2 separate regions of the Mus musculus genome follow, and region 1 is linked to region 2. The links are chromatin contacts, called in public Micro-C maps. All regions are on one chromosome and are shown on one strand. The core of a region is the stretch at or near the end of the contact, and the rest is flanking DNA. Distances in the headings are between cores, read along the strand shown.

What was found. A called contact is a pair of places that touch in the nucleus more often than the background predicts.
Region 1: a Micro-C map of macrophages shows a contact between it and region 2, with 23 times the contacts expected there. The contact joins two enhancer-like sites. A contact is called at or near these places in 2 of 15 datasets of contacts at CTCF or cohesin (CD8 T cells and the NIH/3T3 cell line), 5 of 484 Hi-C or Micro-C datasets (bone marrow-derived macrophages, macrophages, nephron progenitors and 1 more), 5 of 115 datasets of contacts at active chromatin or transcription factors (CD8 T cells, Th17 cells, bone marrow-derived dendritic cells and 2 more) and 1 of 9 other capture datasets (embryonic stem cells).

What each region holds. Positions count from the first base shown.
Region 1 is chr5:53,508,363-53,511,062 of GRCm38.p6, reverse strand. No RefSeq gene overlaps it. Among named protein-coding and RNA genes, the nearest start is that of Gm40304, 37 kb to the left of the region's middle. Within about 2 kb of position 1,417, at least 122 of the 459 cell types and tissues checked have an H3K27ac peak or open chromatin away from gene starts, as enhancers often do. A contact at or near this core is called in the NIH/3T3 cell line, bone marrow-derived macrophages, macrophages and 2 more, where this site is marked.
Region 2 is chr5:53,401,599-53,404,298 of GRCm38.p6, reverse strand. No RefSeq gene overlaps it. Among named protein-coding and RNA genes, the nearest start is that of Gm40303, 140 kb to the right of the region's middle. Within about 2 kb of position 1,413, at least 109 of the 459 cell types and tissues checked have an H3K27ac peak or open chromatin away from gene starts, as enhancers often do. A contact at or near this core is called in the NIH/3T3 cell line, bone marrow-derived macrophages, macrophages and 2 more, where this site is marked.

The sequences.
Region 1 (2,700 bases), core at 168-2,667, 110 kb before region 2:
GTCACGCATGTTCACATTTTACTCTTGGGCAGTTAGATGCTCACAATGGCCCTTAATGCTATCCCTGAAGCTCAGAAAATTTAAATAATAATGGTATCCATAGTCAGATGAGGAGTAGGAATGTGGACTCTTGTCTGGTTACCCAGTGCTCAGTGGCAGAAACACTTCAAACCTCAGGGTATCATGGATACCAAGATAGTCCCTTCCTGGGGCATATTTTTTGGCCTCATCTATGTTCCCAAGTATTCTGGGGCTAAAGAAACACACAAGTGTCACCATCCCTTGTACTTTAGGCCACCTATGGATTGCCCTTGCCAGACCAATGTGTTTTAGACCAAACTGTTTGTGGTACTATGGGATGAGATGCAACCTTGGGAGGCAGGGTGTAGAGGGAGGAAGTTGGGTCATCGGAGGCAGGTCTCAGAGGGGATAATAGGACCCCAACTTCTTCCTCCCTCTCATTTTGCTTCCAGATGCACTGTGCTGCCACACATCCAGTCACAACAGGATGAAGCAGACATGGAGTAATCCCTCTGATACCAAGAACCAGCAAGCTTTCCCTCTTCTGAAGCTGTCTATTTTATTTTATCATAGTTATAGATGGATGACTAGCAATTCTTGCTTCCCAGTGCCATAAGGACCATCTCCTCGTGACATAACAAAGAATGTAGAATTCCTTCCCCCTCTGTTTGACCCCCAACTTGAAGTTCCATCCTTATTTTCCCTTATTTTAATTTTTTTTTCCTAAATTTACTTTATCTAACACTATTATCTCTGAAAATTTCTCCAAGTCCTTTTTGGGATGAGGTTAGCTCTCCGTGACTTCTGTATCTTTCCAGTTGAGAGTTAGAAATGGAGAGCCCAGAGCGGGGGAGGCAGGGACACCTACCCTGCAGCTGTTTCTGAGCTCTCCAAGAGCTCACTCTGAGTACATTGGCTGGTGAGCAGAAGCCACCAGACTGTGCTGCTAGGTCTATGGCTCCTTAGGGTGTCATCTCTTGGCATCTCTGTGGCCAATTTGTCCCACCCCCATATAGAAACCCTTCTAGGGCCTTTGCCTAGCAAAAGCTGATTTTCCTTCTGCTATGAGGGTTGTTAAATGGCTACTGTGTAAAAGACTGAGGGCATGACAGAGAAGACATGGGACTGCTTGCACAGTGATGAGACGTTCAGCCCATAGGGAACTGCACATCTAAAAACTGTGACAATAGCACCGAGAACAGCAGAGTCCACCAAGCCTGGTGCTGTGACCTTGCTTGGACTTGGAATGTGTCCTTTGGGTTCTTAGTACTACAGGGTGCTTCTCAGGGAGTTTCCAAAAGCTCGGCCACAGGGCCGGGATCAACTTTCACTTCCGTCGCTAGAATCATCTGCTCGATTCTCTCTAGGTTACATCATCCAGAATCCGTCTGTGGTTATTTCCCCATGAGCGGTAGGGAGCTCTGTCTGCACGTAGCTGGGTGGGGACTGGCATCCTGATTACCATGGAGTCTCCTAACCCAAATAAATCCTCACTTAAACAGAACGGAGCCCCAGCTCCAGAGCTAGGGACAACCCCACCCTGAAGGTCAGGAGGTGAGATTTGCTCATGTCTCCCCAGTTCCCCATACAAAGCTCAGGGTGGGTGATCAACAGCACTTCCATCAGCATGAGCCTGCAGCCTTTCAATGAAGCAGAGAGGGCCTGCCCTGTTCTGTTTTGCTTGCCTTTCCCAGTGCCTTTGAGCACAGATCTCCTACGCAGGAGAATTTATAGAATAGATCACCAAGCCCAACACCACTAACGCTCTGTAGAAGCCACACATATCCAAAGACCTGAGCTTAGTTCTCTGAGGGAACAGTGAGGGCAGATCAGGTCAACCCATAATACTATAAGGTCAGTTCCAACCCAGGGCAAACCTTGAGCGGAGTTTGGCCACGGAGCAGACAGACCCTTAGAGGGGAGGTGGAAATTCAGAAGTTATATGTCATAGTGGAAGGAATTGGATGAAAATACCAAATACTTGGGATGCATTTTTGCTGTTTTTTTTTTTTTTTTTCCAGCCAGGCAAATTTTCCATCCACTTTAAGTTTTACATTGAATGCAAATAGCATCACCAAGATGAAGGGCTCTCTGCTGTGGCTTAGAAGCCCATTCCCCAGTTATTCGTAGAAGACTGATGTTCTGCCCTGAACTCCGGCCGGGGTCAGGGTGAGTTACATCCAAGTTGCTGGGTCCTAAGATTCCTGAAGACCCTAATTGGGCTTCTGTCCTCCTAGCAATGGACTGTTGGCTAAAATAGCTCAGACCATAAAAAAAACAGACTGAGAATACTTGAAATAACCGCACAGCCACATATTCCATGCAGAGGCTAGTAAAACTTCCAAATTACACCAGCGCTGTTCTTCAAGGCCACGAGACCATAGAGCTGAATGGAAAAGGAAGGGATATTTTCAGAGCGAATTCAGTACCAATCAGTGTAAGTTTCCTTTATCCTCCTCAACAAAACCTCCTTGGAGCCTTTTGGAATAATTTATAAAGGTTGACTTCTTTTTTAAAATGACTTTTTTCAGGCCACAATAAAGCCCGGACTTTCCGTATTGCCTTTCTCAATATGACTAATTAAATATGTGGCTGGGAGAGAGGAGATCCCATAAAGCTTGGTGGTTCTGACCCACCCATTCTACTCTAAAATAACTCTGCTTCTCATCCGGTCTAGAC
Region 2 (2,700 bases), core at 164-2,663:
GTTGCTAAGTTTAAGTGCTAATTAGCTCAGTTGCCAAAGTGTAAGTGCAGAGACCTGAGTTCCATTTCTAGAGTTCACGGGCCAAGTGTGGTGGTACATGCTGTGATACATGCTGGGGTCACAACACAGGAAGGCTGAGGCAGGAGGATCCCCCTGAGCATCACTAACCAGCCAGCTTAGCCTAGCCAGCAAGCTCCAACCCAACAAGTGACAAGCTAGGTGGATGACATCTAAGGACCAGTAGTCAGAGTTAACAGGTAAGGGAGGGACGATGCAGAGAGGGTGGTGGTGGTTGGCGTAAGGTTAAAAGAGAAGGAATTTTCAAAGCTTTATCAATATTTAGTAGATTTGACACTGAATTAGGACCTTTGATGTAGAAAGGGGTTTTAAAACAGTAGTAGTTTCTCTATTTGGGAGTGGTGGTATAAAGAAGACGCTGTCACTTCAGTGCTCATTTTAACCAGTATCTGGCCCAGAGGTTGGGGACCATCATGATATGAAGGCGAATCCATGACACTTGGATGATTCTGGCTGATGCCCACCTGTCATTTATCTCAAACACCCAGAGAGAGGGGCGTTTCCAAGGAACTGTATCTAGAACCCTGTCTCTGGTTGGTTACTTCAGCTGTAATATCCCCTACAGATCCAGATCCAATGCTATTTTCCAATATGTCTTCAAACCCTGTTTTCGGGGCACTCTCTCTCTACCAGCCTCCTCAGGGGCACACTAGTTTCCACCTCAGAAACTTTGTCCCTGTTTAGACATTCCCAGGACATCTCTCTTCTACCTGTTGCCCCAACCCAAACTTCCAAGTTCCTACTGACTCTCAGATGAGCCAAGCTGCCCTTGACTTTTCCAATACCCAATGATTTCACAAGTATTTTTTTGGGGGGGGGATCATGATCAGTATTGCATTTGGGGTGTGTGTGTGTGTGTGTGTGGTGTTCATTTATGTATTTTACATGAGTTTTACATATCAAACTTGGGTTCTCAGGTTTGCAAGGCAATTGCTTTGAGGCCTGAACATCTCAGTCCTGTCCTTGATCTTTGATGATCTCTTAGAGTTGTTTCGATTGTTCCTGAAGGAAAAGGTTGTATGTGTCTTAAGCTTGTTCTGTATGTCTAAACTGCCTCTCCCATGCTGGCCATGCTTAATATCATCCTGCAGTGGTACATGTTCTGGAAGTCTTCACTGGGCCTGCAGTTGATGTGTCTGTGTTTGCACAGCTTCCCTTTATCTCTGCAGGCTCTGACCAGAGTTTGCCCCCGGCCTTACCCAATTACAGGAAAAATAGTGTTCAAAGTAGGAAGCTAGTTCTACGAATCCACATTTCCTCTGTTAGGCAATGAGCTAGCTGCATGGGGCGCAGCATCTGCTGACACATAGCACACTCATTCGGTTTGATTTCATTTATGTCAGAAAAAGACTATTTCCATTCAAGTCACACGCGGTGAAGGGTAGTGTGGTAAAGCGAGTCATTTTACTCCCTTTAACAGCAGCTTCCTCTTCTAGAATTTTCCAGCTCCAAGGCTTGGCAGGTTCTATGGTTTTGTGGCTACTCGAGGCTTCGAGCAATGCATCTAGCAGATACATTTGTAGACAAAGGGAAAGACTCTGGGTTTCCCCTTGCCTCTCTGTTCTGGGTCTGATGTTAGCAGATGGAAATAGAGATGTTTGTTATCAGTGGCCTAGGCTTTCTCTCTAACCCGGATGGATGTAGCTAAAGATAGTTATGGTCATGCACCCGGGCGTTTCCTCTGTTAACTCTAGGACCCTGTCTGTTATCCTCTAGCTAAGACTCTGTGTTCACCTCGAGGATGGTAACATTAACTGGTCTGCTCAGGGACATCTAGATGACTTCTTTTTGAGAAAAAATCTTTTGTTAGTCTTCTTCCCACTGTGTGAATCTAATACTGAAGCTTTCTGCTTCTAGATTTTTCGATGGGGCCTGTGAGAAACTCAAGGCTTGCATCACTGACTCATAGGGAAACAAATGGAGGCTTATTAGATGCCCTTTCTCTCTCTTATGTGGTGTGAGCAACAGCAAGAGTGTCTACCACTGTCAGCTGTCATTTCATGAGTTTCTATTTCTGTGATTTATGTCTCTGCTGTGTCATTTCAGGTGTCGCACCTTGGGGATGTTATGGCTAAGATAGGAGGTGATTTTCACTCATCAAAAATCGGCCCTTGTGTTTGACAGGGAAAGAAGGAAACCATTCTGTTATTAGTCTTTTAAGTGAATATTAACATCCCCATAAATCGATGATCACTGAAGAGCTCTAAAGTCTTTAGAGATTTAAAGATCTCTAGAAGAGAGATCTAAAGTTAAGTTTAATTTAGAAATGTCTATTACCTAATAGCTGCTTGGGTTAATAGGTTTCTAAGGCAGCTAATTTATTTGGGGCATGTTTTCAAAGGGAGTTGATTGGATGCATGTTTGTACTTCTAAAGGATTTACCAAAGAAGGTATTATTCAGTGGAAAGGGACAGGGGGATTACTGCTCCTCGTTATGTGAAGTTAGTGTGATCTATGTGCCTTGACTTCTGTGTACGTTCAAAGACACAGCTCTTCTTTGATATCTACAAGTAATGATGTTATGGGGTGCAAGGAAGCAAAAGAGGGAAACCTGAGTTTCAGAATAGAGTAAGCTGTTTGGATGAACACTGACACCGAGTAGGTCTCTTGTCCTCTTCTACG